Linked DNA regions of Mus musculus: regions 1, 2 and 4 are each linked to region 3. Evidence: chromatin contacts called from public Hi-C and HiChIP or PLAC-seq data. All regions are on one chromosome and are shown on one strand. Each heading gives the region's core, a stretch centred on a gene start, on an enhancer-like site or on the middle of the called end of the contact. The rest is flanking DNA. Distances are from core to core; before and after follow the strand shown.

Evidence for each region. Hi-C and Micro-C count contacts between places; a contact is called where the count stands out from the background. HiChIP or PLAC-seq counts read pairs in DNA pulled down with a chosen protein or histone mark.
Region 1: an H3K4me3 HiChIP or PLAC-seq map of forebrain shows a contact between it and region 3, with 3 times the contacts expected there. The contact joins the enhancer-like site here to the promoter of D630039A03Rik in region 3. A contact is called at or near these places in 1 of 39 promoter capture datasets (embryonic stem cells), 1 of 15 datasets of contacts at CTCF or cohesin (the NIH/3T3 cell line), 1 of 484 Hi-C or Micro-C datasets (the HL-1 cell line), 5 of 115 datasets of contacts at active chromatin or transcription factors (the SCID.adh cell line, cardiomyocytes, craniofacial prominence and 2 more) and 3 of 9 other capture datasets (adipose tissue, liver and macrophages).
Region 2: a Hi-C map of uterus shows a contact between it and region 3, with 2.3 times the contacts expected there. The contact joins the enhancer-like site here to the promoter of D630039A03Rik in region 3. A contact is called at or near these places in 4 of 39 promoter capture datasets (embryonic stem cells, frontonasal cranial neural crest, neural stem cells and 1 more), 1 of 15 datasets of contacts at CTCF or cohesin (the NIH/3T3 cell line), 10 of 484 Hi-C or Micro-C datasets (brown adipocytes, embryonic fibroblasts, embryonic stem cells and 4 more), 2 of 115 datasets of contacts at active chromatin or transcription factors (craniofacial prominence and embryonic stem cells) and 3 of 9 other capture datasets (adipose tissue, embryonic stem cells and liver).
Region 4: a contact with region 3 is called in a Hi-C map of embryonic fibroblasts, with 1.9 times the contacts expected there. The contact joins the promoter of Pakap here to the promoter of D630039A03Rik in region 3. A contact is called at or near these places in 1 of 39 promoter capture datasets (embryonic stem cells), 2 of 15 datasets of contacts at CTCF or cohesin (the NIH/3T3 cell line and large pre-B cells), 4 of 484 Hi-C or Micro-C datasets (embryonic fibroblasts and embryonic stem cells), 6 of 115 datasets of contacts at active chromatin or transcription factors (all in embryonic stem cells) and 1 of 9 other capture datasets (embryonic stem cells).

Annotation. Positions count from the first base shown.
Region 1 is chr4:57,636,453-57,639,152 of GRCm38.p6, reverse strand. Pakap (paralemmin A kinase anchor protein) reads right to left here. Exons shown (of 11, transcript NM_001384150.1): 3 at 1,063-1,143. Among named protein-coding and RNA genes, the nearest start is that of Gm52699, 16 kb to the right of the region's middle. Within about 2 kb of position 1,317, at least 80 of the 459 cell types and tissues checked have an H3K27ac peak or open chromatin away from gene starts, as enhancers often do. A contact at or near this core is called in forebrain, where this site is marked.
Region 2 is chr4:57,600,118-57,602,817 of GRCm38.p6, reverse strand. All of the region lies in intron 2 of Pakap (paralemmin A kinase anchor protein), which reads right to left. Among named protein-coding and RNA genes, the nearest start is that of Gm52699, 21 kb to the left of the region's middle. Within about 2 kb of position 1,322, at least 18 of the 459 cell types and tissues checked have an H3K27ac peak or open chromatin away from gene starts, as enhancers often do. A contact at or near this core is called in myocytes, palatal mesenchyme and uterus, where this site is marked.
Region 3 is chr4:57,914,867-57,917,566 of GRCm38.p6, reverse strand. It overlaps D630039A03Rik (RIKEN cDNA D630039A03 gene), which reads left to right and starts at 1,303. Exons shown (of 2, transcript NM_178727.2): 1 at 1,303-1,970. The coding sequence starts at 1,772. Gm42293 (a long non-coding RNA gene) reads right to left here and starts at 1,059. Exons shown (of 5, transcript XR_881308.3): 1 at 830-1,059; 2 at 1-12.
Region 4 is chr4:57,566,457-57,569,174 of GRCm38.p6, reverse strand. Pakap (paralemmin A kinase anchor protein) reads right to left here and starts at 1,345. Exons shown (of 11, transcript NM_001384150.1): 1 at 1,232-1,345; 2 at 760-805. The coding sequence starts at 804.

The sequences.
Region 1 (2,700 bases), core at 68-2,567, 280 kb after region 3:
GAACTCACAAGCACACCGGGCAGATATAGGTCAGGCTGCTCTTTGAAATCAGGAGCCAGCTTGCTCACCATCCTCGCTTGGAGGATTCATTTAACACAACCCGCTTTTCCAGAGAACGTGGAAGAGTAAAAAGGTCCACTCTGCTTCAAAGAATCCCAATAATGCACACACAGCAGTACCCCATCGGCCCATCAGCAGACCCCTCCCAAGCAGCCCCTGAGAAAAGCGATTCTGCACACGCAAGATCATGGCAACTTGAGGCCAGTGGGAGGTTTTCCTTTTTTAAAAGCCCAGGAATAGTCAGACAGGGAAGCAGCAACTCTGGGCAGGTCCTTGAGCATGGCCACATTATTACCTGAACATGCAGAAAGCAACATTCAGCCACCAGTGGGGGGCATTTGTGACAGTGACAGAGCTGCTCTTCTATGGCAATCAATTACAGTGCTTAAGCACATTATGTTTTAAGGGGGGGAGGTCACAACTCTCCTCTCCCCCCGCCCCCCGCCCTGATTGCCTCTCTTTTTAATAAGGTACAGTAGACATTGAACCAAGTCAAAAAAAGCCAAGTTTGACCAATCGCTTGTTCTAACAGAACATCTCTAACATTGTGAAGTCAAAATAAAATAAATGAACAATCTGAAGCATGCAGAGTGGTTCTTTTATTAGCTCACACTGCCTCATCCCCCCTCCCCCCCTCCCTTTAACGAGAAAGATTCTTTTTTCACTTTCAGAAAGTCCATTATGTTAAGCACAGCTTTTGGAGCCTCCGAACGAGATACACGAGAGAAACAACTGGGACCATGTGGGGCACTCCCATGCAGCTTCTCTAGGTATCTACCATGTTGCAACAGGAGCAGTGCTCGTAGAAAGCAGGATGCTGTTAACGGTGCCTGAATTTGAGAAAAACCACAAGGAAAGGCAAAGAGCCCCTCTCCTGGCTGTGTGGGAAAAAGGCTGGTTCCGGCAGCACGGTGCCTCCGCGGCAGGGCAGGCTCTGCACGGCTCTAAGAAGTGTGGTCTGCGGGGCTAATAACACACAGGTTCCTGGGATCGGCCGCTTACCTTGGAATGCTGAAGCAGCAGTACCTGTTCGTCAAGCTGTCGTCTCTTCCCTTCTATTTCCGTCTGCCTCTTTCTTTTTTCCTTAAAAAAATGAAGAGAGAGAGGAGAGAGAGAGAGAGAGAGAGAGAGAGAGAGAGAGAGAGAGAGAGAGAGAGAGAGAGAGAGGCTGTCAGAGTGGGTGGGTGTTGGCTCCAGGAATCTGAAGGCAAGGAGCGGGAGTGGAAACGGTCCACATCTGTGCAGACACTTCCAGAGAGGCTGAGCGAACGCAACGTCACCTGCTGCGCTGGGTGGATTGCAGGCAGCAGCCTTCTCTGAATGCATCTGCGGTGGGCTCCGTGAGAAACAATTTAATTCAGAAGGAAAGGACTCACACACACACACACACACACACACACACACCACACACACACACACACACCACACACACACACTGCTGCTCTCTGTGTTGTGCAGGGCTAATTTGAAGACAAAGAATAAAAATGTCTCAGTGTTGCTACAAACTGCAGATGGGATGAAATGGTGGTGGGGATTATAAGGCAGAATTCTTCTCATCCACATCACATGCAAATAGAATATGGGACAATTTTAAATGTGGAAGAATGAAGCATCAAACAGGACACACCAAACAATGCAAGTGAGAGGGCTGGTCCTTGCTTCAATAAGCATCCTGGTAAAATGTTTCAAGTGGGCAGGGCTTGCTGAGGTTAGGGTAAATAAAACATCAAGGATCTGCCTGGGACCAAGAGCCAGCCCTGTCCATTACTAACCATGTGCCTTTTAAGTGGGTTTAAGCTGCCTGCGTCTTCTGAATGGACACTGTCCAAATCCCATGGCCGAAACGTGTCTTATAAGTAAAATGATCCATCCAGAAAGCCTGGAACAGTGCTTTGCACGCAGCAAGCATTTATTCTCCTCTGTCTGCGATTATTTGCTCTGCCACACACTCATTTCTAGGAAATGCCTAGAAACCCATTTGAAAGGGATATATTTCTACTATAACCGTTCCATTGGAGTGTACACTTCACATTTTTTTTTCTCAATACTTCTCCTGTGCAGACAATAAACAGCACAGAAGTGTGACTCATACGCACAGAGAGGCCTGCCCTTCCCACTGCAGACTTGCCAATGTTTTGTTGCTGAAGTATACAGGGGTGTTTCGCTGAGACATACTCAGCAGTAAATTTCTTTCCTTTACTCACGGATGACAAGCAAGATTGTAAGGCAGGACATATTGGTGTTTCATAGCACAACAGCCAAATCCCAGGGGACACAATGGTGCTGAGATCTGGCTGCCATGTCTGGTGTTAAGGGAAGCTTTGATTTTTGTATTGTAATGCTGTGTTTCTGGGGATGTGATCATAGCACTACTGTTCAAATCAATGTAATATATGCAATATATAAGCTTTAGGAAATATCCGCTCATAATCTTGAGCCACTAGAATGCAATGTCTAAGTAGGGACAGAATTTCCTAGCCGAATCAGACCTGTGGGTGTTTTAGGAACCATTTTCCAAAGGACTCCAATCAATATCATACAGCCAAATGCTACAGAATACCGGAGTATGCCCAAAAGCATCACATTTCTGACAGTAGATAGGAAAAGCAGGACTTGCTAAAAAGAGTCCTCCTCCCAGCT
Region 2 (2,700 bases), core at 73-2,572, 310 kb after region 3:
TGCTGAAGATGTAGCGCGGTTGGTAGGGTACCTGGCTGGCATGCACAGTTTTATCCCTAATTTTGTATAAACTGGGCTTGGTGGCACGTATTTGTAATCCCTGCATTTGGGTGGTGGAGGCAGGAGAATCAGAAGTCTATGGCTAGCTTTGGCTAGATAGCAAGTTTGAACCTAGCCTGTGATACACAAGACCTTGTTTTAAAAGAATAATAACCTAACTGAAAAGATCAGGTTGAGTACGTATGACCAGGGAGGATCCCAGGGAGCGACTCTGAACCATCTTGTAGTGACCATAGCTAACTTTATCAGTTGGAGCACAGAGCATGCTCTGTGGACCTGGCATAAGAAAGATGAAGTAATGAGCCACTTGACAAGCCCTGCCTGGCCTGGAAGAGCTCCCACAGACACATGGACCATTATGAATGGGTGCCAACTCTAGCATAGACTGAGCACAGGCATCCAGGTCAGGTCTCAGAGCAATCTGTCTCTTCCCATCATCCCTCACCTCTACCTATGTTTTAATGAGAGGGCAGATAATTCGGAAATGCTGACTTTGTGACATTAGACATTAAAAAGCAGAAACTTCAGCAACGGGCCAAGAATTATTAACTAAGGAAAGAATGATGCAACAGAGACCACTGTGCGTGGCGGGCAGCTGGAGTGGAAATATGACCATTTAGTCTATCTGTGTGATTCACCCATCTCACTGGCTTCTGAATTACAGACGTCCTGATTCATTACATCAGGCTGAATGACGGGCAATCTCGTGTGGTGGTGGAGATCACTCCATTCTTGACAAATCAAGCCACAGCAGCCACACGGCAGTTTTCCCTTCTCTCCCTGTGGGAAAGCTAGGTCAGTGAGAGTCTGCCACTTGATTTACAGCAATGGCCAATTTCAAAGTTGGCTTTATCTGATCCGCTCTGGAAAAATATTTCCAGGCGCTATGAGCCGTCTTGTTAAATTGTGCAGACCTGCAATCATTTTCTAAAAATCACTCAACCATCAAAGATTTGATTTGGCCCACTTAATCTGTGCTGACCTCTGTTGGTTTTGCAAGGCCCAGGTCTCTGTAGTCCAACCTGCCCGTGAAGCCTCCCAGCTGCGCTTTGAATTGCGTTTCCGCCCCTACGACCAGCACATCTTTAGCTCTTATCTAAATGTCACCGAGAAGACAGCTATTACTATCTCCACACCAAGGATGGGAAGACTCCAACGCAGCAAGGTCACGTGACAAGTCAGGGAGGCTACTGGGTTAGAGTGTGGTTTGACGGTCCAGCACAGTGGCATGCCACATGAGGATGCTAATGTGCTGTGCATATCTACTGTAGGAAAGAGTAAAGAGTCCAACAGGAAGCCCCATGGTTTCCCTTTAGCCTTTTTGGATTCAGGTTAATACTGAGCAATGTGGCTAGAGACGAAATAAACATGGATTTTGCCAAGGATGAAATAAATGGTGTAACGGTATTTAGACCTTCCATCTGCTCAGTGGGAAGACAACAGCTGTTTCTCCTCAGTCTCTCTTTGCATCCTCTGCCCCTGCCTTTCCCAGAACCTACAGCTGGACCTGTGAGTGCTCCTGCCATTGGCCTCAGTCCTATGCAATGCCTGAGCCAGTCCAAACTGTGGTGGGAAGTGTGTCCTCAGTGCAAGATGAACTCAAGCCCGTCCTTTTCAGTAGTTATTTCTTCAGGCTCTTGGACTCTGTGAACAACTCCTGCTCCCCAGATGTAAACCCAGCAAGATGTAAAACTCAGCAAGGCAGATCAGAATGCCATGATGGATTTCCTAGGTGTTCGTGTCCTGTACATGCCTCCTTCTCAGATGCGCACTCTCGCCGTTGTAAGATGCATTCATCTCCTGCCAACCCCATGTCCCAGCCCTCACAGACCTTGGATCCAGATGGCTGGCTGCCTAGTCCTGCCTCCCTGTTAGCAAACACTGCCCACTGTACATCCCACTGGTTGTCAGCTGTACCATCATCCTCAAGACTAGTGTTCCTTTGGCCAGTGGACACCAGGCACGTGCTCAAGTCCAGCCCTGGGGTTTGGCCAGAGATCCTCTCCTTCACATGAGGCCTCCACCGTCATTCCGCCGACTGCTCCAGGACTTATCCACAAGGCCTCTCATCAGTAACAAAGAGAAGGATTGGTATTATACAGGGGGTTCCATCTATAAATATTTTTTTATATTTTAACACAGTAACTTTCTATCATGGATTGGAAACATGACTTAGTTTTAAAAAAATATAGTTTATAGAAGTGAATAAAGCCTAATACTGTTTTCATACTGCTATAAGCCATTCATTCCAGTGCTCTTTGTGTACCTGGTGCCTCACTTCCTAGACTAGTCAGCTTCAGACTCCATAGTCAATAACCATAAATGTGCGGTGTACTCGCCTTCACCTCCTCCCTTACCTCGCTCTTTTTGTGACATATTGGTCTGGCAAACCCTACTCAGTTGAAATCCAATAGTTTGCCAACAGGTACCCACATCTGTCTGGTCGAAGGCATCAGGGACAAACACACGCCTTGGGATTTTACTATCAGGTCTTACTGTCCATTCAGGATTCCTAACCCCAGGGAAGACACCGGAGGTGTCCAGAGGTCTGACTCTTGAGCTGCCCAACAGGGTTGCCTCACACCCTCCCCTCTGTCCTCAGATTGCCAGCACCTCTCTCAGTGTCAGCAGCTGGCCTTG
Region 3 (2,700 bases), core at 54-2,553:
TACATATAACTCCTGAAAGGAAGGGAGGGAGCGAGGGAGGAAGGCAGAGATCAATCTAGGATCACTTCTTGATTCTATATATTCCTAACAATAAAATCTTCCCAATAACAAATTATCTTTTTCAAAACGAATGGCATTTTCAAGTGAGATTTCCCCACAAAGCACCCTGCACCATCTGGCTCCCTCCTGCTGCCAGAAAGATCAAAGACACCCCAACTATAACATCTAAAACTAGTCCCCTGTTGCTCCTCCCCGGTCATCTCTCCCTTCCTTCCTGTTTCCCTGAATGGTACTGTCATGGTCTACCCAACAAAAGCTAAATCTTACCAGCTCAGTTCCAGTTCTCTTGCTGCCATCTTAAATCTGGAGCCTGCAATGTGCCCTACTAGGAAGTAGGTTTATTGCCAATTTAATTAGTTAAATTAAGATGAGGTTATCAGGCTAAGCACTAATCCAGTGACTGGTGTCCTTATAAAAGGGGAAAATTTCAACATGAGAACATTACAACGAGACAAAGGTGAAGTGATTCCTTCATAAAAATGAAGGCCACCAGGCTGCAAAAGCAAGCCAGCAGGAGCTAGTCAAGGTTTATAGAACACTCTCCCACAGGATCGGACTCTGATCACACGTGATCTTGGATTTATAGTCTCTGAAACAAATAGAACAATGTCTGATGTTTAAACCACCCAGTTTGTGAGACTTTGTGATGGCAGCCCCAGTGAACTACCTTGACTACTCTTTGAAGATTTACCCTCCTCCATCCCCTACCCATTGCTCTGCAAGAGTGGCCAGTGGTAAGGATTGCCTTAGGAGAAAGAATCGCACTTACTTGAGTAAGCAGAGCAGAGCAGGGATAGATCACGGCTAGTGTAAGAAGAGGCAGTGTCTGCCATTCGCAGAAATGATAGGGCTGGCAAAAAGGGGGTGAGGGTGCACGTAGCTGTGGGCAAAATAAACACCCACTTGTTACTTAGTTGGAAAAAGCCAAGACCACAAAGGCTGCTCAAATGTCAAAGAGGTGGGGTTGGCGGGAAGCCAGGGCTACCCTGGACTCTGTCTCTATGGCAGACTTTATGCCGGAGTTTTTATCTGAGAGGTGTGCTGGGGGCTGCCTTCAAACCTTAGGGTGACCTTGTACACATCGGAGCCCCAGCTTTTGAAGTTGCAGAAGCTGTTTCTTTTTTTTTGTGGTGGTTGCTCATTAAGCCAGCAGGTTTTGATGACCTGCTAAGTCAAGTTCAAAATCTGTGAACTGAGCAGGCACCTGGCACTCCTCAGACCAGCTCGGCTCTGCCAGGAAACTGGAATCTCACGGTGGCCCTCGGAACGGCTTTCTAAGCTTGACCATCACTCAAGGAAGCCGTCTGGAATAAAAGCTCCCTGGACTGAGAAAGAGCGCAGCAGCTGAGCTGGATCCCTCGCTCGCTCAACTCCTACCTGTGGCTCTTCAACCCTCCCCACCTTCTCCTCCTGCCCACCCCACTCTCTGCTCTTAACCGCTCCTCACTCCATTCTCTCCTTGTCTTTCCGCTGCCCCCTTTTCAGCCCCTCTCCGAATCCTCCTCTTTAGTTAAGAACTAACTGTTCCCCACTCTTCCTCTCCCCACCTCCCCGATCTTGTCCCTTCCGTTTCTCCTTCTCTCTCCCCCCGTATCTTGCCAGCTTCTCTCCTTGCTCCCTGTTCTTCTTCTCTTTCTTTCACGCTACCGTCTACACTTCTTTTCTCCTCCCCTCCCCCTGCCTCAGCCCTCAGTGTTTGCTCTTCTCCCGGATGCGGATGAAAGGGTTGGCCTGCCCGTGCCCTGCTCTACCCAAGTTCTTGGAACTGGGGACCTGCTTAATGGCTGAGGGTTCCAGGACTCAGGCGCCAGGTCAAGGGCCTCCTGTAAACATCCAGTTTCTTCGTGCCCAGTATGAAGGTCTGAGGAAACAGCAGAGGACCCAGGCCCACCTAATGGTGTTCCCTAAAGGTAGGGCTGGGCGTGTGTTGCAGAGGGGGGAACTTCTGTGGGTGGAACCGGGGGGACTGAAAGTCCACGGAGAGGAAGAAAAAAGCTGTTTGCTGACCCAGTCAGCACCGAGCCACGGAAGCTTGATCAGGGTGGCTGTGCCCAGCCTGTTTCTTAGCCAAAGGAACAGAGGCCTCTCTGCCAAGCATTTGGCCAACGGCCACTGTTCCTGGTCTCCGTGTCTATTTTCCCCTAATTCTGATCTGGCTTGACTGGTTGGTCAGGTGAGCAGTCTTGGCACCCTCCTACTAGGCTAAGTAGGATGATGGAGAGTCAGCCTCCTGACTGGATCCACAGGCAAAACAGAGAGAATGGCTTTGCAGAAGAAAGATGGGGAGTCCCAATTTTAGAGCAACTGGCTGAGTCAGGATTCAGGGCTCAAGCAGGCAAAGAGTTCTACATTCTACAGTGATAGGTATCACACCTTAGCACAGAGCGGTTCTGCACAGGCTTGGGACAAAGCCTGAGTTTACCTTCCCCCATGCCCCCTCCAGACTAAACCAAACCAAAGCCGGTGGAAAGATAAAAGATGGGGGGCTGTGGTTAAGATCACAGCGTTGCTCTTGCAGAGAGGATCTGGGGTCCATTCCAGCACCTACATGGTGGCTTGCAACCCTCTCGCTCCAGTTCCAATCCTTTTCTGAACTCCACAGGCACCAGGCATGCATGTGGTGCACATATGTACATGCAG
Region 4 (2,718 bases), core at 96-2,595, 350 kb after region 3:
ACACTGGCAGAACCAGCAAGGCCTCTCCGACTGAGGCAGTGTCAGACAGCGCTTGTCCCAACCCAAGATGCACATGGTACAGTACTCTGTAAGTGCAGAACTTTGCCAAAGCCGGATGCTCTTTTGTATGCCGAGCCAATGGTTTTCAGATAATCCACACCCATAAGAAAGAGACTCTCCTGAAATATTACTTCCAATCCCCAGCTGTAAGACGCCTCTTCCCTTTCTAGGGTGGTGGCCTGTGCCAGAGCCCTTGTTAATGTCAAACAGAGGAAGAAAACGGGCACTCCTGGATTCTGGGGGACGTTCTACCACTCAGGTGGCTGCTGGCTGGATAGCTGGCTAGGAAGAGGAAGATAGCCACCATGGGCCACCACTCTCTCCCTTCTCTGGAGTTGGAAGGCAACATGCTTAAGGGTACTGGGTAATAATATTCCAGGAGTTCCCGCAACACACACACACACACACACACACACACACACACACCACCGTTTAGTCTATCCCTAAAGCGCGCGGCAGCAAGCATCTTATTCCTAAGCCAATTTTCCATGTTCAAATCTTCCTAGTCCCAAGTGTGCCCCCAGGGGTTTAGTCTACAGACATATAAAAGGCAAAAGGCAGCGTCGCTAAGCCTGGACAGACTTTCACCCCAGCACAGGGCCGGAGGCTACCAGGCTGGCATGTCCCTGGCCCTGAGCCTACAGGTCCCCGTCCACCCCAGACAATAGAGCAAGAAAATGAAATGAAAAGTGGACTTACTGCTATGGCTTGCAGCCTCTCCTTGTGCAATTCCGCCTCTGCCATCCTGGAGAAGGGCACACGGGCAGGGGAAAAAGGAAGAAAAACAAAACACACGCTGTAGTCACCCAAGGAGATAAAAGGGCACCCGTGGGGAGCTCAACTCGACCCCGGGGACAGCCTAAGGGCGCGTGGGGTCTGCTCCTGGGGGGGGGGGCGGGCAAAGCTGCGCGCACGGCTGGCTCAGAGCTCAGCCTCCGTCTCCACCGGCGCGGCCGCCTGGCTGCGCCCCAGCGCCGCCGCGAACTGCAAGATCCCAGTCTCAACCGCCACCGCCACCACCGGCCGCGCCAGCCGGGAACGTGGGCCGCCGGGAGCCTCCGGGAGAGCGCGCTCCGCAGCACTAGGTCCCCGCCCTGACGTCTCCGCGCCTCGCTCCGCCCCTGGGGTGTGGGGGACCCGTGGCTGCCGCCGTCGCTCGCGAGTGGGGCACCTGGGGCGCTTGTGATTAGTGAGCTGGGGGTTGGGGGGCGCACAGCTGGTGCGCCTTGGTGGCCGCGCGCGCTACGCTCTGGGTCTAGACAAGACCAGGCGGCGCCTCTGCTCTGAGCAAAGATGCCAGCAGAAGGGGCCTTTGGCAGAACGCAAGCCCCAGCACGTGTCCTTACAGGCCGGCTACGGCCACCCACTATCCCCAGCTCCTTCTAACTGGCTCCAGATGCTTGGGCTCCACCTGGGGACATTTCCAACAGATAAATGCTGTCTTGTCCACGTGCTTTAGATAGTAGTACCCTCAAGGGCAGGGGCGTATCACCAGATAGGTCACCCTTCTGGTGACACACCAACAGAAACAGCTCAGAGTTTGAAGCCCTGGGTGTCTTCCTGGACAACTAAATCACTCTGAGCCCCAGTTTTCTTATCTGAAAAAAAGAGAAGGATTGCAAATGACCTGGCAGAGACATCCTTAAAAATGATTGTGGCTAGGAGCATGGGGAGATAACTCAGTGGGTAAAGCAATTAAGGATAAGGATTGAAGTTTATATTCCCAGCACCCACGTAAAAGCCAAGTGGTGATGGGAGCCCCTGTAATATGAGGGAAGCCCACAAGCTTCAGGTCAGGCACTAAACTAAGCTCCTCTGATGACCGGGAAGTGATGACAGCACAGGCCCCAAGAAAAAAACATGCTAACAAGAAATAGTCCTTTCCCATATAGCTATGTATTAAAAAGGCAGCAAACGGAGAGATGGGTGATGGAGGCTAGGAATCCAGCTCAGTTGTCGAGTGCTCGCCTAGCCTATATTGAGTCAGTCAGATTCTTGGGAGTCAGAGTGGGGGCAGGAATGATGGCGGCAAAGGGGGTGAATGAACTTAAAGTCACCAAACTGTATACTGTAAAACGGCTAAAACAGCGCATTGCATACTATGTATATTTCACACCATTTCGTTTTCACAAAGAGAGATGGAAGTGGAGGTAAGGAAGGAAAGGAGCCTAAGAGACTCTTCAAGGGCCACCATTTGTAAAGATCTGAACGTAAAAGCAGAAGAATTGGGGTTGGGACACAGTGCTCTCAGTGCAATCACCTTGCTAGTCACGGCTAAAGAGCTGAAAGTAGCCAAAATGAGAGCGCAAACCAGGGAGAAAGTCAGCCAAGGACACAGATGAAGTAGAAGATCCGAAGAGCAGAAGGAAAAACTGGAGGACTTACTCCAAAAGCCACAGCAAGAGGACAGGAAATTGTATCGGGGTCATGTGCTTCTGTGTGGTTCAGGACAAAGTAGGCGGAGGAGAAGCTGTAGGCTTCAGGACTGAGGAGCAGAGAGCAGTCACTCCAGAGCAGGAACTGTTTAGGGGGGCATAAGAAACTATACAAAGTGGAAAGTATGCTGGGGCATCAACAACCTTTCCCGGATCTTAGGAAGTGTAGAAGGAACAGGAAGGTGGTCAACAGAGAGAAGGATCTTTAGATTAGAAAGGGTGT